Regions from separate parts of the Mus musculus genome. Here all the other regions are linked to region 2. A link is a contact called in public HiCAR-type, HiChIP or PLAC-seq and promoter capture Hi-C data. All regions are on one chromosome and are shown on one strand. Each heading gives the region's core, a stretch centred on a gene start, on an enhancer-like site or on the middle of the called end of the contact. The rest is flanking DNA. Distances are from core to core; before and after follow the strand shown. Region 1 holds the start of Fam124a (family with sequence similarity 124, member A). Region 2 holds the start of Spryd7 (SPRY domain containing 7). Region 3 overlaps Gm46457 (a long non-coding RNA gene). Region 4 has its middle 21 kb from the start of Dleu7. Region 5 overlaps Gucy1b2 (guanylate cyclase 1, soluble, beta 2). Region 6 holds the start of Dleu7 (deleted in lymphocytic leukemia, 7). Region 7 holds the start of Mipep (mitochondrial intermediate peptidase).

Region 1 (2,816 bases), core at 267-2,766, 1.0 Mb before region 2:
TGGGCAAACATCTGCTTTAGGTAAGCCCTTCAAGTTGAAAATTAGTGGGACAGTGACTGCTTCATGCCAACTATAACACAGCAGGCAATATTTGCTTTGTTTCTTCTATTCATGGTTCAACTAACCATGGGGGAGGGGAGAAGAGCCAAAGATGGTCAACTAAAGTTGATACATAATGGCAGTGTGAGTTAGTGAAAGAATCCTTGTCTATTGTACTTAGGTTGGAACTCCAGCACCAAAATATCAGGAAATAAACTAAGTTGACAACTGTACACCAACAGAATTGAAGCAAAAGCAATGGTGGGCAGGGGTGGGGACATCAAATCAAGTTACTCCTCTGTCACGGTTACCATGGTTGGGTAACAAGAGAAAGCCTGCTGTGTAGGGAAGAATGACAGTCCAGATTTAGGGTTGGGCTGGTGGAGAAGGCTGCAAGGAGGGGTGGGGTTGGGAGGCAGGACGAGCTTGAGGGACGCTTTCGTGGGTTAGGTCAGAACATAGGTCCATTCTGGAACTGGCCTCCCTCCCTGTTCTCAGTAGATTGCCAAATCCTAATATTAGTTTGAAACCTCTCCACCTTCCAGGAATTCCGAGGTCTTCTGTAGCCTGGGTAGCCCCTGACCTCTAGCAGGACTTCTCTAGATAGGAAAAGACACACGTTCCTACTGGGGTAGCACTTGTATCCTGGCTGTGGTGCTGACTGTGCACAGGAAAATCCTCTAGATATGGGCTGGGTGGAGACCATCACGGGACATTGGTTTCTGAAAATGCATTCCGTCTTTTGTCCTACTCAGGAAAACTGCTGTTGGGAGAGGACTAATTAGCCTCCAAAGGTTGGAGCTAATTACTGAGTCCATTGAAGCACACAAGACCCCATCACAGCATCCTGTGGGTACTCCAGGCTGGCGGGGTGGAGAGGCCGCTCAGCAGCACAGTATAAGTGAGATATGAAGTCCTCCTAGCCGGCTTCGGAGTCTTTTTCCTGTGCTGGTGTCCCACCCTCTCCACCTGCTTTCCTCCTCAGCAGCCTGGGGCTCCAAAGCTATCAGAGTTGCCTGGCTGGAACAAGTGCAGGCGCATCTCTAGGTGAAGGGGGATAGTGGCTGAACCTGGCACCGTGGGGCCACAGGGCTGCGAGGAACGACGCTGAACCTCGGGTCCCATCACCTAGCAGCCCGGGGTGGGGTTCTTCTCGCCCCTTCCCACCCTGACCCAGGCAACCACAGACCATGCCGCTGGCTCGCAGATACTGCACCCCAACCCCAGGACTGCCTCCCCAGCTCGGGCTCCCGAGCGCAAGTACTGAGCTCCCGCCCCGCCCGGCTGGGCTCAGCTCACCCTCCGGTCTCGGCGCCAGAGTCCACGCAGTCCTCTTCCTCACCGCCCGCCTTCGGGTTCATGGCGCGCGTGCCGTCCGCGCTCCCTCGGCCCCGGGGACCCTCCGAGAGCCTCGTCTCCGGCCTCCGCAACAACCCGGCCCCGCGAGGAAGCCGCTCGCCGCGCCCTCTCGCGGCCGCGCCCTCCCCGCCCTCCGCTCGGCGCTGCGCGGGCGCGCCGGGTGCCACCAGGCGAGGATCCGAGCGGGTGCACGGGATGCGCGCGTGTGCACGAGCGCGAGCGTGAGTGCGGGAGGTGCCGGGGGATGGACTCTCTCCATGAGCGAGGAGTGCAGTGGGCGTGGAGTGCAGTGGGCGTGCAGTATTTATCTTGCAACCCGCCTGGTGCATGCCAGCGCTGTGCGTTCTATAGTGACTGGTGCGGGCCCCATGTATGGAGTCTAGTAGCAAAGCTGCCCTCCCCTGGGTCCACAGTAAAGAGTCTGGAGTCCCCGGGCTTGCCCAGAGATTTTTTTCAGCCCCATTCTGCGAGCAGTACTGGGAAACACCCACCAGCGCAACCAGGGCAGAGTGTGATATCGCCATTTGAGGACCAGTTAAAACACGTGGGTGTTTCTCAGAACTGCAGACGTTGAATTCATTATCGCCTTGCTCACTGACCCAACTTGCTAGAGAATGTATTCTTTTGTTATCTATCTTAAAATAACACGAAGAGTCCTGGGTGTGCTTCCATTCAAAGGGGTCTGGCAGCAAGAGGGTGATGGACATTGACGTTGTTAAACCCAGCCATCCCTTAGGATGGGTTAATAATTGAAGTAGCAGGAAGTCATTTTTCCACTCTAGCCAGTGAGGCAACTTGGGAGCGGCGGCGGTGGTGGGGTAAGAACAACTTAGACTTAATTCTGGTGGTGTTGTCATTAGAAGCAGTGGAAGGCACTTAAGTGTATGTCGTATTCGCTTTTGTAGGGTAGTGCTGAAGACGCAACCTTGAGCATGTTCTGCCAACCAGCTATGACCCTGTCATCTTTTCTTTTCAGACAAGTTATTTAACCTCCTGGAGCCTTAATTTTTTCGCATATTGGGCTACTGCTATCTTCTCTGTCTGTTGTGAGTTACAAGAGATCACGTCTGTGATCGTCCCTGAACCTCCATTTTGAGTTACAAGAGATCATGTCTGTAAAACAGTTTGCGTGTGAGTTCTGCTACATGCCAAGTACTGGTTACGGGAGCTGTCAGTGTCCCAGGTGAAGGCTAGCTACCTGCATGCCCTCTCAACTGGCACAGCGGTGTCACTTCTGTGTGACAAGCTGTGAAGAACAATCCTCTTCCTTCCTTCCTTCCTTCCTTCCTTCCTTCCTTCCTTCCTTCCTTCCTTCCTTCCTTCCCTCCCTCCCTCCCTCCCTCCCTCCCTCCCTCCCTCTCTCTCTCTCTCTCCCTCTCTCTCTCCTGCTCTTCCCACTTTACATATTTGTCATTGCT
Region 2 (2,717 bases), core at 193-2,692:
TACTTTGGGTATTAATTCTGTAATAACTAAGTCTCAAAGTAAAAAAAAGCCTTGGATATCTCCCTTAGTATCATAATATTTATTTATGTATTTGTTTATATTTTATGTGCATTGGTGTTTGAGGATGTCAGATCCCCTGGAACTGGAGTTGCAGACAGTTGTTGTGAGCTGCCATGTGGTTGCTGGGCATTGAACCCAGGACCTCTGGAAGAATAGCCAGTGCTCTTAACTGCTGAGCCATCTCTCCAGCCCTAAAAATATTTTTATAAATAGAAGAAACCAAAGTCTGAAATTTTTCCCTCATCCTATGGCTAAAAATCTCAATAAAGTATATTTACACTCAGGTGACTAAAAGGTTATGTATGGGAAACCATTACTAAAGAATTGGGAATTTTTGTTCAGTTTTCCAGGATTTGATGAAGACCCAGAAAACTTCCAGGGTGGGAATCTTATCTTGGAAGAGAGGTTTGAGCCAGATTCTGTTGGGACACCATGGGGTGTGAGGGATAACGACAGACAGATAACAAGTGACCCCCACTGGGGCCTTCCTTCGATATGGTAATAGGAAGCAGCAGACCCCCGTAAGAGCTGAGTTTCTCTTCACCCTCTCTCAGGGCATTCCCTTCACATTTCTAGGAACCATTGGTGCACCAGAAAGCTGAGTAAGACTGTCTGATCGGAAAGCAAGCCTGAAGACCTGAGTTCGATTCCCGGATCTCCAAGGTAGGGGGAAGAAAACCTATTTCTGAGAGTTGTCTTCAGACCTTGCCGTGGCACGAGAGCGCCTGAACGCACGTCCTGAGCACGAATATACAATAATGACTTTTTAAAAAGTCGTCTTTCGGCCCTGTCCCGACCCCTTCCCGTAGTCCCCTCATAAGGGTGACTGCTTGCAAGTCCTGGGTCCACGCAGCAATCAACCCAATGATAAACGCCGGTGCATGGAAAATGCGAAGAGCCTCGCCGCACACCCAAAGACCGGGTCCTCGGAGTCTGCGTGGCAGGATGCGGAGAGCCGGAGAGTTCCGACGGAAAACTCCCGGGCGTTTTATTAGCTCCATGCCCAAAGGAGGTCTGCCGATCCCTAAAAATCACTGCGGAGCCGCCCCAGGCAGCTACCAGTAGCGCGCCGACACAGCACGGAGCTACTACGGAGGCTGAGGCGGTCAGGGCTGGAGTTCCAGACCCTATAAACAGCACAGAAGGCCCTGTCAAACCAGCAACAACCACAGCCGCAGGGAATCCCGACGACTCTCAGCTCCACCATTCACCTGCCAGCCACAGGGCCTAGGGGAGGACGCCGCAGCACGCCTGCGCACGCCGCCACGCCCACCCCATGTCAGTCAGGCCACTGGCCACGCCCACTTTCAGAAACCCGGACCTTTTCCCCAACTCCGCCCTCTTCCAGGCGTCAGGCCACTGGCCCCGCCCTCTTTCAGTCAGTCAAGCCCGGGCCCCTGCTCGGCTCTCTACAGCGCCCTGCCCACCCGCCACACCCTCTTTGACTTGGGCTGGCCGCTGGCCCCGCCCACCTCCCGACACCGCCCCGCCCCTCCGGGCGGTCCTCGCTCCTTCGCCGGGGGACCTCGCCTCAGTCTCCGCTTCGCCTCCCGGCCCTGGCGTCGCTGTGCGGGCTGCGAGGCTCCCGCGACCCAGAAGCACTCGGGCGCGGGCGGAGCGGTGGGGCTGTGTAGCTACGCCATGGCCGCGTCGGCGTGGTGCTGCCTGCGCTGCTGCAGGGACGGCGGGACTGGCCACATTCCTCTCAAGGAGATGCCGGCCGTACAGTTGGACACGCAGCACATGGGTAAGGGCCTCCCGACTGGACCCAACCGCCCACCGAGGGCCGAGGGAAATGGGGCGGGGACCACGTGACCACGCAGCCCCCTGTGGCCTCTCTGGCCTCGGTCATCGGGCATGGGCTGTGCCAGCCTCCCAGGGCTGAATCTCTCAGAGAGGAGTCAGGTGTTCCCAGGTGAGGAAGCGGGGGCGCTCGCCCGCCCGCCCGCCATCAGTGCCCGGGTGTCGAGTGTCACCTAGTGTTTGCTGAGTCCTGTCTTCAGCACTATCAAATATAGGCTGAAGCTTGTTCTGGGGGAGTAATTTTCCCCTCACTTCCTGAAGCCCAAACAGGGCCGGTTGCAGAAGCCTGGAGTAGAGCCTCAGGTCGTAACAAGCCACTTCCACTAAAATCTCCATTGCTGGACACCTTAGTCACTGTTGGGAACGCTGTAATTTTATCTGACTCTCGCCATCGGGCCAAGCGATTGCAAAATAGAACAGTGCTCCTTCTCATCCATTTTTTTCCAGTTCCCAATGGCTTTATAATTAATTTAATAATAATTTCTCATCCAACATTCCCCCCCCCCTGTAGCATCTTTTTCTACATAGGATTACTTCAGTTCTTAGACCCTTTCCAAGCTTCTGGAATATTATCCAGGCAGATTTCCCAGAATAATTATTTCAGTTAGAGTGCTGTCTTTTTGTGTATTATTACAATAAACTAATGCATTTTTTGATTTCCCCAAATACCTCATTGTCTAAAAGACTGTATTTAAGTAACACAAGCATTCTTAATATCTACAACAAAACTCTTTTCTGCCCAGATAATCTACAAGTCTGGAAACATTGCCCATTATATTTTCTATTGCAGTACTATACGCAGTCGTCGTTTACTATGGTGTACAGTGCCACCACAAATTTACAGTCTCTAGTAC
Region 3 (2,909 bases), core at 6-2,505, 830 kb before region 2:
AGGCCAAAAACAAGGACAATTTTTGTTCCACATTTATTTTGATTTAAATAATCATTTCCAGCTGTAAAAGAAAGACAATCCTGTGATAGGTACCACCCTGCAGCTGACATTTATTCTATTAAACACTGCTACAGACAATCTCCTGGTATTCGGAAGTGTTTGTTACTTTTCTATTGCTATGTTACTTATGCTACTTCTGTTACTTCTATGAGGCAACTCATAGAAGGAAGGTTTTATTTGTGCTTACAGTTCCAGAGAGCTCAGAGTCCATCACAGTGGGGAAGGTTGACCATTCTCATCCAAACCACCACACTTGGGAAGTTTGGCGAGCTGCTAAAGTGCTTGCTCACAGGGCCTCTAAAACCTCAAAATGCACCTTCACTTGTTCTGGAATCTTCTGTGAATTGAGGCCCTTGGACCCAAGTTAGATGTATTAACTCCTACTGGATCGATTAGCTCATAGAACATCTATGCCCTGGCACACACCATCTGGTGGTCTGTCTCATGGCCAGCAGCAGACCTGGGCTGCCACTCAAATACGAGGCTTGCTCATGAGCAGTGAACACTTGGCTTGGTGGTGACTGTCGGTAGAGCCCTTTTCAGAGTAGAGCATTCCAGGGAACTGCCCTCTACAACTACAGCTTTGCAGGCTCAGTTTACCCCATAACCCTGCCTTGCTCCTGCCCCTCCCCCTCCCTTGCCTCTGCCCCACCTAGCTTCTTCCATTTCAGGGCACCTGGCCCAGGCACGGTCTATCCAGATGGTGGCAGATGGCTGGTCCTCAGACCAATGACTGGCAGACTCATTGGCGTCTAGCCATGGAGGGAGGCGACAGTTTCTAAATAAGTTGAGAAGAGGCCACTGCTTTCTTTACCTTGGGAGCACAGACCTCAAGCCCAAGCTTGTAAAAGCCAGGACCCCAAGGTCCTGAATACCATGGCAATCCTGGATGCTGGAGGCAATGCTTCTGGGCGCTGAGGAGGAGGGGTGTCTACAGCTTTCTCTTTCAGTGGCTCTCTTCTTCCTTAGCTGATGCTTCCCGACACTTCCCTCAGTCTTGGTATCTTAGCCCTCTCCTAGGCTAAGACTTTTTCATTCATCACAGATGCCTGGCTTCCCCGCCCCCCCACCCCCCAATCCCTTCTTAGTCTTTCTTTCACTTTCAAGTTTTCATTGGCTCACAGTTGTGTGAGAAAGAAAGAGTGAGTGATTCACTGGGTTGCCTGGCTGAGGGGTGAGATCACTGCTGCCCCTGCAGAGAGTGGGTGCTGTGTGCTAGCCTGGAGACTGAAGAAAGCAAGCGGAGGACCGCTCTCCCCAGAAGACCATCTGGCTGAGACAGCCGAATGCTAATCTGTAGCTTTCATTTCCTTTATTCCTCTTGGTTTGTTCTCTTCATCTGCAGCTGTACATTCAGACCCAGCCCCTGTGAAGGCAAGCGCTCATTTGGGGAGCATGTTTATTTGCCCCCCCACCCCCCATGCTTCTTCTAGGTGTCGGGAAGCCATTGTTATCAATGGTGGGTTCTATGTGGCTTTAATGTCAGTGCTGCACTTTCAGATGGAAATCAGGCAATTATGTGCCACATAGAGAAACCTGACAGATGCAGAGGTTTTACACAGCTGGCCCTGTCTGTGGGACAAAGGCACCTGGTGCTCCCCCGAGGGATCATTACATAAGTAGAATATGTTTTGAGAGCACAGAAAAACTCAAGAATAATTAACTGTGGGGTGAGCATTCATAGACTCTGGGGCTGTGTTAACTTCAAAATGTGATAATGATATGTCAACCAACTGGCTGAATCATTCTTTAAAGGTGGCTTGAGAGACTCTGTCTCCCAAAGAGAAACTGCTCTGAGTTTCTGCATGGTGCAGTCCGAAAATTTTCAGAGGATTCTGAATTCTTTCCCCTCAGGGGTTCAACTTGATGTGAGGTGAGGAGGAAATGACAGCAGTTCCATGTCTGCATTCAGTGGGGTCTAATGATGGCACTCTCTTAGATCTTAGTGGCCTATCTAAGCCATCAGCATCTACCCAGGAACTTGGGTTCACATATATAGCAGGACCATTGTGGTACCCAGCTGAAGTCCTTTGAGCATTACACAGGTATGGTTTTTAGCCACACTGCGCAGACAGGAAACTGAGGTACAGACCTAGGACTTGGCCTTCAGACCCACCCTACCCCAACTCTGATCTTAGCTCTCAGCCATTGGCTAGAGCCGTCTCTGTGTTGGAAGCAGAGACTGTACTCCTGACACAGCAGCTCCAGTCAGATATGTGCTGTCAAGAACAGAACAGGAGAGACCTAAAGAAAAGTTACAGTGTGATTTTTCACTGGAGACGTCCAGCTATTAAAAGAGACTGAAACATGAAGTCCCAGCTTTAAGTGTTCCAGCATACATTTATAGTTTACCACAGGCTACGGTGTCCCCAGGTCTAGTCAGGGCTCCTGTTGGCTGTGGAGCAAATACTTAGAGGTTTTTTGACCCTTTGACTCCAGCAGACCCTGGAGTCTCCCCCAGATCCCTGAGCTGTGGTTTTAGATTATGCACAGCTGTGGCAGTTTAGAACAGAAAAATATAGGGGATTCTGTAACTCTCAGAAAAAATGATTCTAAAAATACAATATTTGTATTTATCCTTTGAGAATTTCATACATGTATAAAATATGTCTTGGTCATATTCACCCCCCACTCTATCCCAAAAGTAATTTTTAAACTCAGCATATGATAAACAAATTAAGCAGGTTTACGCAGGGCTCTTACTCCCTTTGCAAAGCTACAAATGCCAATTTTGAAAGACTGTGAAGCCCTGTTTTAGAGACATTGTATAAATCTACCAAAACTGGACACATTAGGAACAAAACAGATTTGCAAGTGGTAAATAAACAGTATGCAGTCATAATCTCCCC
Region 4 (2,745 bases), core at 113-2,612, 710 kb before region 2:
AAAGCAGAGCATTGTGGTAGAGGGCTGTAGAGGAGCAGAGCTGAGCACCTCCCAGCAGCCAGGCATCAGGCAAAAGAGATGCCTGTGTAGCTGAAGTTAACCTCTTCAGTGGTGTAGCCACAAGCACGCACCTTACCAACCTCCTAGGTGGTGCTCACTCTAACGAAGTTGACATTCCAGCTTAAGCAGCCCACCACCGACAGCTTCCTTCTCACTGAGATTAAAGTTCAAATCCTGCCTCTCTGCCCTGTAACCTACAGCACTCCTAGGCTGAATGCTACCCTCTGTGTTGCCCTCATTTCTTTGGATATAACAGCTACTTTTGGAACTTTTGCACCTATCCTTTACTCTCTAGGTGGCTCTCAGCCACAGTGTCACATCATTAAAATGGATGTCTTGCTCCTTTAATAAAAATAGTATCCTTTGTAGGATTATAGCTCAATGGTATTTTGCTTAGCTAGCATGTGTGAGGCCCTAAGCTCAGTCCCTAGTGTCTCTCTCTCTCTCTCTCTCTCTCTCTCTCTCTCTCTCTCTCTTTCTCTCTCTCTCTCCCTCTCTCTCTCTCACACACACATGTCACTCTCTGATCCATTCCTTCTCCTTCCTTCCTTCCTTCCTTCCTTCTTCCCTCCCTCCCTCCTTCCTTTCTTTTGTAATTTTGCATTGCCCCTATAATGGTGTACTGGCTAGTTTTGTGTCAACTTGACACAGCTGGAGTTACCACAGAGAAAGGAGCTTCAGTTGAGGAAATGCCTCCATGAGATCCCGCTGTAAGGCATCTTCTCAATTAGTGATCAAGGGGGAAAGGCCCATTGTGGGTGGGGCCATCTCTGGGCTGGTAGTCTTGGGTTCTATAAGAGAGCAGGCTGAGCAAGCCAAGGGAGGCAAGCCAGTAAAGAACATCCCTCCATGGCCTCTGCATCAGCTCCTGCTTTCTGACCTGCTTGAGTTCCAGTCCTGACTTCCTTTGGTGATGAACAGCAGTATGGAAGTGTATGCCGAATAAACCCTTTCCTCCCCAACTTGTTTCTTGGTCATGATGTTTGTGCAGGAATAGAAACCTTGACTAAGACAAATGGTTTACATTCATTTTTATATGTGTTGATTATGTTGCTGTAACTAAATGGGGAGGGGGTGGTCTCCAAAGGAGATGTTTATATCCTAATCAAGGGAACCTATGAACAATACCTTAAGGTTGTTGTAATGAGGCTGGGATTATCTGAGTGGGATACTAAATAGCACTTCATGTTCTTATAAGCAAGAAACAGGAAACCATCTAGGTAGGAAAGGAGAAGGTATGCTTATAAAGCTAGAGATTCAAGTGGCAGGCAGACCATAGGTGGTGCCATCCCAGGGCTGGTGTTTCAGGATGTTATCGGAAAGCAGGCTGAGTAAGTCATGGAGAGCAGATCTGTAAGCATCAGGCCACCGTGGAGTGATGGCCATCAGTTCCTGCCTCTAGGTTCCTGCCCTGCTTCAGTTCCTTTCCCGGCTTCCCTCATGCCAGGAATAGTGAGCTGAAATAACCTTTCTCCCCAAGTTGCTTTTGGTGTTTTATCACAGCAATAGAAACTCCGAGACACACAGTTTTTCCTCAAAGTGTATTGGCTCCCTTGACTTAAATGATGGCCTTCAGTGGATAGGAAACCATTCAGACACTTGTGTTAGACAGAATGTTGGATTGCAAGCACCAAATCTTTCCCATCTTAAAATCCCTCTCAACAGTTGGCCCTCTTTCCACTTTTCTTCCCTCTCTAGTGCCAGATCCCCATGCAGTAAATCTATCTGAAATAATGATAAATCCTGAGGATCCATGCGTTTTGAGACACGTGATTCAGCGGAACTCAACCGAGAGGCTGAGCATCACCTGGGGCCTCTTCATGGGGAGTGCAATGTTCCAGACTATGGCTAAATACTCACCACACTCCTGGCTTGCCTTAATCCCATGTCACTTCCTATACAAACGCTCATGTCTGCTTTGTGCTTACAGTCCTAAGTCAGAAGACTCCTCCAAGGCTAAGAAGAAACCTCTCTTGGCACAGAAGTGTCACTAATTCTTTTTCCCTGGCCTTGATGAAAAAATTATAATGGTCCCGGTTTCACCTTCACTTTTGTAAAGATGAATTAGGAAATGTCTGTGGAGCGTAAGGGTATCTGGCAGAGAAACAAATTCCCAGCGAGCCCAGAAACAAGTTGCAGAGAACAGTTTTGGCTTCGATTGGTACGGAGAAGAGATTCTGCAGAGGCCCCTTCCCTCTGCTTTTGTGGATGTAGCTCAGAATGTAACATGAGAGCGTAGAGTACAGCATAAGCTTGGAAAACATGAAAAGAGGGAGGTGAGATGGAGAAGGGGAAGAACACTGAGCAGAGAGAGAGAGACTGGAGAGGGGTAGAAGTACACAGAGAAGGCCGGGACTGTAACCCAAACATGAAGAACACAGTAATGTGGGAGACATGTGTGTTGTAGTTACCACCATCTCATTTTCTGGGATCATCACACAAGCCTGGTTGGTTTTAAACTTGCTCGAAGGAAAAGCATCAAGCTCTGGCTCTCTAATGGCCAGGAAGCCCTGGTGCCACGAGAGCTCTTGGAAAAGCAATCACAGGCAAGCCTCCAACCTGGTTTCAGTCTTCTCTCATCTCTTAATCCTCAGTCTTTTCCCAGCCCCTCTCTGTCTCTTGGAGCGTCTTGCACAGAATTGTAGCCAAGGGCATTCATGGAACTGAATTGCATTATGATTTCCA
Region 5 (2,985 bases), core at 392-2,891, 860 kb before region 2:
AACCCCCTGCATACTCACTTGGCCCAAGTTGGGAATTACTCAATGATCTAGGGGAGGGTTATGTGTGCTGTGTGATCAGTTCATGGTCCACTAAGAGCCATGCACTTTCTGTCTAGGGAGAGGCATCTCCTGTGGCGAGAGGACGCTCATTTTGTGTGTGAACATCTTCCCTCTGCCAAATGTTCCTTGTCATACTTAACTAGCCCACGCCTGTGCATCTTTAGTTGCTACAAATCTTTTGCTGCTGTAAAGGAAGGCTGAGGAAAGCATCCTTCCAACTGCTTTCTCCACATTTCCTAGTTAACCCTGGGACATAGTCTCAGAGCAACACATAGGAAAGCATGAGCATCTAAGGATTCCCTGGAGATCTTGAAAAAAAAATATCTAGCTGCCTTTTGTAGAAAGACGGAGTTGATGAGTACACCTGAGAGCTCCAGGTTCTTGATTAGAAGTGACCTTGTAAGCACACACACTATCCGTTCAGCCACCATCATGCTTCCGTATATAAAGATGGGCTCAGCAGCAGCAGCAGGAGGGCTTGTTCATCTCCAGTCCTGTGACCAGGTACCTGTGCTTCATCTCCTTCCCTCTGCAGTCTCTTCAGGGAACACTCCTTAGGAAGAAGGAGAGGTATTTAAGCATCCCTGTTTGCCCTGGGGAGAAATCTCACTCAGCTGTTGTGAGGGCATCAGTCCTGCTTGGAAAAGGTAGGTGTGCTGTTCTGCTGGCTTCAACTCTTAGATCAGGACAACTGCCTGCTTTGCAGGGGAGGAGCCCCATACACAAATAGGGCAAAGCTTCCTGCAATTTCAAAGCCCCTGATTCCCGCAGAGCTTGGCTTTGGCATCTGTGGTCTTAACTTTAAATATCAGCTTCCAACTTGCCACAAATCAGCTCTTTTGTTTGTGCTGGGTGACATGGAGACACTGTCATCTCTGTAATCAGGAAAGCCACTAGCTTGGACTCAGTCCCAGATCCTGACTGTGGTGAAGAGACTGGGCACAGACATACTAGCCACAGTGAATTCTGCATTGCTTCTGGACCCAGACCTTGACTGGGATGTGTTTCTGGACTGGAAATCAGTGGCTAACCACAGCTAGCCAGCAGTACAAGGGACAGAGGGCAAGAACCAAGAAAGTGCATTTCTGTCTCTGTGACATGAGACAATGCAATCCCTTCCAGCTTTCCATTTACAAAGTAAAGGTGGTAAGGTCATCACAGCAGGTCTTTGGGCACTGAGCTGACCTGCCAGCCAGCACCTAACTCAAGTCTGAATCAGAGCTCTGACCCCAGTGGAGGAAGGGAGCTAGATGCTCCTTGTCATGGCCTGGTAGGTCAAATGACAGGCATCTGGGTGAAGGTCTGCAGGGCTCAAAGAGCTGCATTCTGAGTCCTTCAAGCTGTAGCAAACACAACTGACATCCTTTGTCTAGGAGATTTTCATATCAAAAAGGTTCCATTGAGAATCTGCAACCCCTGCCAAATGGGACTGTTGGTTAAATTTTCACGTGCCACCCTAAACTGTCAGTCTATAAAGCTCCATGGCAAATGTCCCTGATGCTGGGCCCGACACACACTCGCTCCTCTTCTGGCTCATTGTCCGCTTGTCACCGTCTCAATGCCAGCTCTGTTTTCATGGTGAGACAGACTCAATTGGCCCAGAAACTAACTCTTCAGCAGCAGGCAGAAACTTGGCAGGGGGCAGGAGGGCTTCTCAACCTGGTCGCAAATTTTCTGTTTGTTTTAATTTGGACAATAATTGCAGTGGCCATCTGGAGAAGCTGAGGGAGCCTGTGCTAAAGAGTGGGAATCACACTCAGCCTGTGACACACTTAAGATTCTAACCCTGTCTGAGCAGCTCTGTGAGGGCCGCTCATTAGGGCTTTCTTTCTCTGTGTCCAGGGCCCCTTGGGGACACCTTCCAGCCTGTCTTTCCTGAGAGACTGTGGATTGAAGAGGAGGTGTTCTGCAATGCTTTTCCTTTCCACGTTGTCTTTGACGAAGCAGTAAGAGACCCTTTCACTCAGAAGCTTGGGATAGGGCGTAAATCAGGGTTGGAGAGTCCAGTTCACCACCATTACAGCTGTAAGGTCTTAGATCCCTGAGTTCACAGGGCTCAAGAGACTAGACTCTGCCCTGGAGGGTCTCCTGACGTTCCTTTATGTTATAGGCTCGTCTGGAATTCATGATCTTCTTAAGGTAAACATAGCAAGGGAGTTGAACCAGCGAACAAATGGGAAAGCTTATGATCAGAAAGAAAAGCTGGAGGAAGACTTTAAAATTCACTCCAGAAAGACACACCAAGACTGCAGCCTATACCCATGGTCGTAAAAGTGACCTGCCACCCCCTGTGACTGCAGCAGACCCGCAATCCCATCCTGCTTCATTTCCTGCGTCTTAGTAGAGCGTTATGCTGTGTTCTGGGGGGTGGGGAGGGTGGGAGTGGGGTGGAGGTGGCTGTGAGAATGAGCATTTAAATTTGATTGCTATCAGTTTCCCAGGATAAAAATATCTTTCTTTTTCTTGAGCTTGCATGTGACAGCTCACATCCGTAATCCTAGCACTCAGGAGGCTGAGGCAAGAGTTAAGTTCACAATCAGCATGGGCTACGTAGCGAGTGACAAAGCAAACCATATGTAGATATAGATGATGTAGACACAGGAACTGAGCTGACTTTAAAAATTTTTTTACCTAAAGGGCATGTAGGCAAAAATGAATTTAGTCAAAAGTGCCAGGTCAGCCACTATGAATATCTCTAGTGTTTATTGGAACTCATCTGCATGCCACTGCCAGCTGACTACAGCATGAACACTAACGACGACATGCACTTACCTAAGGACAGTATCTTCCCTCAGAGAAGTGATGGTATTACAGCGGTAAATACACACCCCTAGGCAGAATTATAAGTCAATGAATGCCAGCAATTCTTCAGAGCCACAAGGTTACTATTACTTGTGCCATTAATGTTCTCAATCCAACCTGCTC
Region 6 (2,700 bases), core at 129-2,628, 740 kb before region 2:
TAAATGAATCAGTATTAAGCTGCTTCTCTCCAAAGTCATTTTCTCTGTGGCTTCACAGACTAGCATTTTTACCTGGATATAATTTGCATGTACACGCTTGTTTTGCTTACGAAAACTTCTTTATTGATTCAGATTGGTTTTCAGAGGGGAAGAAAACACTGAGAATCCTAAGAACCACTGCTGGGGAGTCGGGAGGATTACTCAGGGTCAACTCCCCTAGTCAACAAGGGCCCCCATAGCCCTTACTGATCACCTTTCTGTACTGACAAGACCACCCCAGTGGCATTTCCATCCAGAGAGCTTCCAGAACTGACCCCACAAGACACACCCTCCATCTGCCTGCCCCTCTAGTTTCCCCATGAGTCCTCTCTCCTGGCGCTGTGCCCTTGTCTCTGCTGTGCTGCATCACTGGATTCTCCAAGTTTTCCTTGCAAAAAGTAAGCAGAAAAAGATACTGTCTGTGATAGCTCTCCTCACTATTCCCTTCAAATGCCTTCAAAAGCAAGCAAGCAAACAACACAAAACCTACCAAACAAAACAAAACCCACCGATAGCTGCCCTTTAGAAAGATTAAAATCATCCATTCTTTCCCTCTACTTAAAGGAGACAGCCATGTTTGATGTAATTAAAAATAGGTATTTGTGCAGCTCTCCTGAGGTTCCTGCTCCATCAAAGGATTGACTTTGGACCTTGCTACCAGAGGCCTTCCACACAAAACGGTCAAGCTCCTCATCTGAGCAGTGCCAGGCTTGGGTTTCATGACAACTCAACCTTGATGTCATTTCTGCATCTGGGATATCAGTACCCGTAGGGAACTAAGCAACCAGGGCTGAACTTTGGAGATACTTTGGTAGTCCATATATTTTGTTTGGGGATTTGCAAGGCCTTGAAAGCTATTTCAAGGTGTTTCTGAAAATGCTCTCAGGGAAATGAGAAGAGCCCACCACTGTCCTTTGTGAGATTGGTTGGAGCTCTGGGCATGCTTAATGACTTGCTGAGGTTTTAACACTACAGACCCATGGGCCTTCACTGCCTTAAGCCGTTCTTTGCTGGCATCCTTCATGGAGGAAGGGGGCGGGGTATCTGGGGATAGATACATCCGCACAAAGCAGCGTTTCCCCACCAAAGCCCTGAGAGGCGGAAGAACCAGAGCTCAGCATCTGGCTCAGGTTCAAGCGCTCACCGAGCAGGCTCCAGGCAGCTTTGGGTCATTTTGAGCCCATTCTGCCTGGCAGTGAATGCAGGGGCAAGTGCGGGTCACCACCTGCGGGCCGGGGGCGGGGCGGGCCACACACGCTGAGGGAAAAGCATAGAGTTAGAAAAAATGTGACCCCGCGACCCCGAACGCCGCCAGGCTCCTTTGCCTGCGCTCCACCTGCTCGTCAGCGCCCAGCTGCTAGCCGGCTATGGCCAGCCCTGCGCCCTTAGTGGCTTCCATCAGCCACCAAATGGTGGCTCTGCAGACCCTGCAGCTACTACAGCAGGAGTGGGGCTGGGGCGACGGTCCTAGCGCCCCAGGGAGCCCGCGCGGCCCGGACCACGTGCCCATCGCCCAGGCTCGTCGCCCAGGCCAGCTGCGGACCCGGAGGGGGCTGGGACGCGGGAGCATCGGAGCGCGGGGATCCCCCGAGGCAGGCGGGCTGCGGGGCGCAGAGGGGGGCGCCGAGCTGCTGCCTTTCCCCCGGGACCGCGGGCCCTGTACCTTGGCGCGGATGGCGATGCGCAGCGCTCTGGCTCGGGTGGTGGACTCGACCTCGGAGCTGGTCAGCGTAGAGCAGACTCTGCTTGGGCCTCTCCAGCAGGAGCGGCCCTTCCCTGTCCACCTGAAGGTGAGTCTCCCTGCCTTCCTCTCTGGGTTGCAGTGCCTGGATGAAGTGAATTGGGCCACTGGAGTCCAAGCAGGGTGTGGTCAACCTGCTGTGAGCGGAGAAGTGGATGGGGCAAAGGAAGAAGCGCACTGAGGACTGAGCATGTGGGACAGAGAACTTGAGAACTAATTACCTGGGGTCTGCCAAACCGTGGAACTAGACCTGGACCTCTGTGTGTGTGTGTGTGTGTGTGTGTGTGTGTGTGTGTGTGTGAGTGCGCGCGGGGGGGAGGAGGGGGGCTCGGGGGGAGGGGCAGAAGTCTGTGCATCAAGTGTGGTGTGGAGGGGAAAACCTTGTCAAGACCCACCTGTCACAGGAGTCATTTTTCTACCTGTGGAAATCAGCTTCTCCTCCAACCTTACGGTCTTCCTTTAAAGCGTTGAATACATCCCAAGTCCCCGGCTTCATGTATTATGACAACATCGTGTACTTTTAAAGTTGCTTCACACCTGTGAATCACAATTCTTTTGCATGACTCCAGTTCTCCACAGAGCACAGAGACCCAACAGAATCAACTCAAATCCTCATAAAGTGGGCTGGGGGCAGGTGGTCCCAGATGTTGACAACCTTGCTAATAGTACCAGACTCCTGCTGGACCAGCCAGCTTGTATGTATGCGGCAGAACTGGGAAGAGACCTGAGGTAGGTTAGGAGGCTAGGGTTTTGGGGTCCAGTCTTGACCTTGCCATTAACTAATGTAATAATTGACTGTGCTAGTTAGATTTTATTGACTTGATACAGCTAGAGTCATCAAAGAAGAGAAAACTTTAATTTTTAAAAAAATGCTGGCATCAGATTGCCTGTAGACCAGTCTGTGGGGCATTTTCTTGATT
Region 7 (2,700 bases), core at 69-2,568, 770 kb after region 2:
ACACACACACACACACACTAAACAATGGTTTAAAATACAGGTGAAATCAGTTCTATTTCATCCACCCAAAACCAAGCTTATCTTTCTGCTAAAAGGCACTTCCAACACCAACTCCACTAATACCAGCATCATCGACCTTTATGGGTTTTGGAGGAAAATTTATATAATAAGAAAGAACTTTCAAATAGACAAAGTTAAACACAGAGATATGCCATGAAGTACAATGAAGCTATATCCCAGACTTGTCTTTAGAAAGCTGCCCAACAGTGAAAAGATAAAAAAATAAAAAAACACTTTTAGAACCCACCTGGGGGTTCATATATCAGATGTTTATAATTCATAACAGTAGCACAATTAGTTGTGAAATAGCAACAAAATAATCTTATGGTTTGAGGTCACCGCATCGGGAGGAACTGTATTAAAGAGTCACAGCATTAGAAGGGTTGAAAAATCATTGTTTTAGGACAAAAATCTTTCCTCAGTCTTCCTGCCTTTTCCTCATTCATTATCAAGTGTCCAACACCACCAAGGGCAGAGTAGAAATAGCCAAGCAATTCTGATGACTTCGTAGGCTATGCAATAAACTACAAAGCACGACAGGAAATCTGATTTTTCTCAGTAGGGTTCTGTAGGTGCTTTCTGTTTTACCGCCGGTTCTTAAGCAACTCAGGCTAGTCTCAAAGTCAGTTCGGAGCCCAAAGGACTGTCTTTTGTACCCTCTTGCCTCTACCTATCAAGACTGTCTTACAAGAGCCACTATGCCTAGTTTAACAGGTTGTTTCAGAGCAGCCTGAAGTGGACAATTAAGGTGTGATGGAGTTTTCAAAGCAAGAGTGTCGTTACAAAGCCAAGGGCAAATGTGAACTCTGAAGCCAGAAGGAAAAGAATGGAGCTTGAGTAGAGGAAAGGCTGAGTTGCCGCTGGGTCAGCCGCTCCGGGGTGCGCTTATCCCGGCACAGTCCCTTTTCAGCCAGACGCGGAGCCCGCGCTGCCCAGACCCACGGCACGCTCACCCGGCGCTCCCCCAACAGGTTCCATAGGTGGCTCTGGGGCTTGACGTTGAAGGCGGCGCCCACCGGGGACCAGCTAGTACTGACGTCCCGGGCGCAGCTCCGGCCTGTGCGTCCCTGCAGAGCCGCCGCGGCTCCCCGGCCGCACAGCCGGCGGGCGTACCGTGCCCCGGCCGCCAGCAGCATCCTCCGGACCCCGGCTCTGCCAGGCTCGGGAAGCGCGCGCCCCGCGTTTCCAAGGCAGCAGCCCACGCCGCGGAACTCGCAGGGCAGACCCGGACTTGAGCACGCTAACAATCGTTAGGAAGAGCGTCGCCCTCCACGCCTTCTGAGCAGCTCCAGTTTCGTAGCGCCCTCGTGTGTCTGGAGGAAGAAACGTCCTGGATTTGAGTTTGACAGTGGTACTAGGGCACAGGGAGAAGGAAGTCGGGTCAGGCATTGGAACTTTTTACAGGTGCCAGGAATGAATGTGAGAACTCAAGATGCTTTCTTGATGCTTTCTTGATTCTCAGAGGAGACTCAATGGCGGCGCGTGAAAGGATCCAGAAGAAACCACAAGCAGTCGAAATCCAAGGCACCTGTCTTCTCCAAAAGTTGTTGAAGTCACTTCCATGTCTGCATGCCCACCAGCTATGGTTGTGTATAGCCATGTGAATTAACTATTGGAGAATTATCATCTATTTTGACTTTGGAAACTATTGATACGGTCTAAGGGTTTTGGAATGATATAGTCTAGGAGTCTTGGTCAGGTTTGTTGTTTCTGCCAGCCGAAGAATTAAAAGGCAGGAAAAATCTGAAGACCAGCATGGAGCAGCAGAGAAATCTTAAGCATCGTGGACAGAATTAGGAGTAGAAGGAAGGTGAGTGAGGTGTGTGTTTCCTGCAACAGGCACACAGAAAAAGACTCTCTGCAAAGGGGACTCAGAAAGCTGGAGAGAGAGAAAAAGAGGGAGAGAGAGAGAGAGAGACTCCTCTCAGGGGCTGGGTTTATTATTATTATTATTATTATTATTATTATTATTATTATTTTAAGCCTCTGCAGAGCCTTCTGCTCCTAATTTAGGGCTGGAGAGTTTGAAGAAATCTAGGGTGGTTGGTTGGCCCAGAACTGTTGTGTGACATGTCCTGACCCAGTCTTGACTTCATTGAGCAGGTCCATCAGCAATGGGGTCTGGTGGTGGGAGAGGAAAACGGTAGGTTGAGGAAGAAGCTGGGCATCTTGGAGATTCACCACCATCATCACCTAGCCATGGTCCCCCCCCCCCTTTCTCTCTGCCTGCCCACCAGGGAGTCGATCTAACTCCCAGTGTCTCATCACGATAGTCTAAAATCTAAATCAGTACAGACAGGACTAATGTGAAATGTCCTACTGCGAAAATGAAAGGAAGGCAGAGGCTGGGAGGGAGGGCATTGGGAAATTGTGGTCGAGTGCCCGGGAAAGTAGAAATGACAGTGCAGACTTGGGAAAGCTTGGGGAAGTCTTTCTACACCCCTAGCCTTCTCCAGAGGAAGGACAGCCACACCACCGTGGTTCAGGGTGTAGGGTCCTGCCGGAAGCAGAGCTTTCTTTTGAAGGTGCAGTCATCTCTCCTGCAGAAGGTGACGTGAGGGGTGGCAGTCATATCTGCTTTATAGACCTTGGTAGGGGAGAAATGAACATTTTGAAGGTTTTGTGTGTGTTTGACTGGTT

The links. Promoter capture Hi-C pulls out the DNA fragments that hold promoters and counts their contacts. HiCAR-type assays count read pairs that join an accessible place to other places. HiChIP or PLAC-seq counts read pairs in DNA pulled down with a chosen protein or histone mark.
Region 1: a HiCAR-type map of astrocytes shows a contact between it and region 2, with 4 times the contacts expected there. The contact joins the promoter of Fam124a here to the promoter of Spryd7 in region 2. A contact is called at or near these places in 8 of 39 promoter capture datasets (the 3T3-L1 cell line, 3T3-L1-derived adipocytes, cranial neural crest and 4 more), 1 of 484 Hi-C or Micro-C datasets (embryonic stem cells) and 1 of 115 datasets of contacts at active chromatin or transcription factors (astrocytes).
Region 3: a contact with region 2 is called in an H3K4me3 HiChIP or PLAC-seq map of stem cell-derived neural progenitor cells, with 5 times the contacts expected there. The contact joins the enhancer-like site here to the promoter of Spryd7 in region 2. A contact is called at or near these places in 6 of 39 promoter capture datasets (cranial neural crest, embryonic stem cells, maxillary cranial neural crest and 2 more), 6 of 115 datasets of contacts at active chromatin or transcription factors (embryonic forebrain, embryonic hindbrain, embryonic stem cells and 2 more) and 1 of 9 other capture datasets (liver).
Region 4: a contact with region 2 is called in an H3K4me3 HiChIP or PLAC-seq map of bone marrow-derived macrophages, with 7 times the contacts expected there. The contact joins the enhancer-like site here to the promoter of Spryd7 in region 2. A contact is called at or near these places in 9 of 39 promoter capture datasets (the 3T3-L1 cell line, cranial neural crest, frontonasal cranial neural crest and 6 more), 2 of 484 Hi-C or Micro-C datasets (bone marrow-derived macrophages and nephron progenitors), 5 of 115 datasets of contacts at active chromatin or transcription factors (acute myeloid leukemia, bone marrow-derived macrophages, embryonic basal ganglia and 2 more) and 2 of 9 other capture datasets (adipose tissue and pancreatic islet).
Region 5: an H3K4me3 HiChIP or PLAC-seq map of forebrain shows a contact between it and region 2, with 6 times the contacts expected there. The contact joins the enhancer-like site here to the promoter of Spryd7 in region 2. A contact is called at or near these places in 2 of 39 promoter capture datasets (cranial neural crest and embryonic stem cells), 1 of 484 Hi-C or Micro-C datasets (cortical neurons) and 6 of 115 datasets of contacts at active chromatin or transcription factors (acute myeloid leukemia, bone marrow-derived macrophages, embryonic basal ganglia and 3 more).
Region 6: a HiCAR-type map of astrocytes shows a contact between it and region 2, with 6 times the contacts expected there. The contact joins the promoter of Dleu7 here to the promoter of Spryd7 in region 2. A contact is called at or near these places in 8 of 39 promoter capture datasets (cranial neural crest, embryonic stem cells, frontonasal cranial neural crest and 3 more), 2 of 484 Hi-C or Micro-C datasets (bone marrow-derived macrophages and nephron progenitors), 12 of 115 datasets of contacts at active chromatin or transcription factors (acute myeloid leukemia, astrocytes, craniofacial prominence and 9 more) and 1 of 9 other capture datasets (liver).
Region 7: a contact with region 2 is called in a promoter capture Hi-C map of pre-B cells, with 4 times the contacts expected there. The contact joins the promoter of Mipep here to the promoter of Spryd7 in region 2. A contact is called at or near these places in 7 of 39 promoter capture datasets (the 3T3-L1 cell line, 3T3-L1-derived adipocytes, the C10 cell line and 3 more).

The regions. Positions count from the first base shown.
Region 1 is chr14:62,554,437-62,557,252 of GRCm38.p6, reverse strand. Fam124a (family with sequence similarity 124, member A) reads right to left here and starts at 1,516. Exons shown (of 4, transcript NM_001243857.1): 1 at 1,339-1,516. The coding sequence starts at 1,400.
Region 2 is chr14:61,555,611-61,558,327 of GRCm38.p6, reverse strand. Spryd7 (SPRY domain containing 7) reads left to right here and starts at 1,442. Exons shown (of 5, transcript NM_025697.4): 1 at 1,442-1,807. The coding sequence starts at 1,702.
Region 3 is chr14:62,387,982-62,390,890 of GRCm38.p6, reverse strand. The region is part of intron 2 of Gm46457 (a long non-coding RNA gene); the gene reads right to left. It also overlaps a transcript of Gucy1b2 not described here. Among named protein-coding and RNA genes, the nearest start is that of Gm46457, 10 kb to the right of the region's middle. Within about 2 kb of position 1,255, at least 91 of the 459 cell types and tissues checked have an H3K27ac peak or open chromatin away from gene starts, as enhancers often do. A contact at or near this core is called in embryonic forebrain, forebrain and stem cell-derived neural progenitor cells, where this site is marked.
Region 4 is chr14:62,270,393-62,273,137 of GRCm38.p6, reverse strand. No RefSeq gene overlaps it. Among named protein-coding and RNA genes, the nearest start is that of Dleu7, 21 kb to the left of the region's middle. Within about 2 kb of position 1,362, at least 8 of the 459 cell types and tissues checked have an H3K27ac peak or open chromatin away from gene starts, as enhancers often do.
Region 5 is chr14:62,414,922-62,417,906 of GRCm38.p6, reverse strand. Gucy1b2 (guanylate cyclase 1, soluble, beta 2) reads left to right here. Exons shown (of 17, transcript NM_172810.3): 8 at 596-707; 9 at 1,903-2,006. Among named protein-coding and RNA genes, the nearest start is that of Gm35468, 24 kb to the left of the region's middle. Within about 2 kb of position 1,641, at least 57 of the 459 cell types and tissues checked have an H3K27ac peak or open chromatin away from gene starts, as enhancers often do. A contact at or near this core is called in cortical neurons, embryonic basal ganglia, forebrain and 1 more, where this site is marked.
Region 6 is chr14:62,291,657-62,294,356 of GRCm38.p6, reverse strand. Dleu7 (deleted in lymphocytic leukemia, 7) reads left to right here and starts at 1,378. Exons shown (of 2, transcript NM_173419.2): 1 at 1,378-1,829. The coding sequence starts at 1,407.
Region 7 is chr14:60,783,184-60,785,883 of GRCm38.p6, reverse strand. Mipep (mitochondrial intermediate peptidase) reads right to left here and starts at 1,318. Exons shown (of 19, transcript NM_027436.3): 1 at 1,014-1,318. The coding sequence starts at 1,196. It overlaps Mipepos (a long non-coding RNA gene), which reads left to right and starts at 1,335. Exons shown (of 3, transcript XR_001781278.2): 1 at 1,335-1,411; 2 at 1,523-1,870.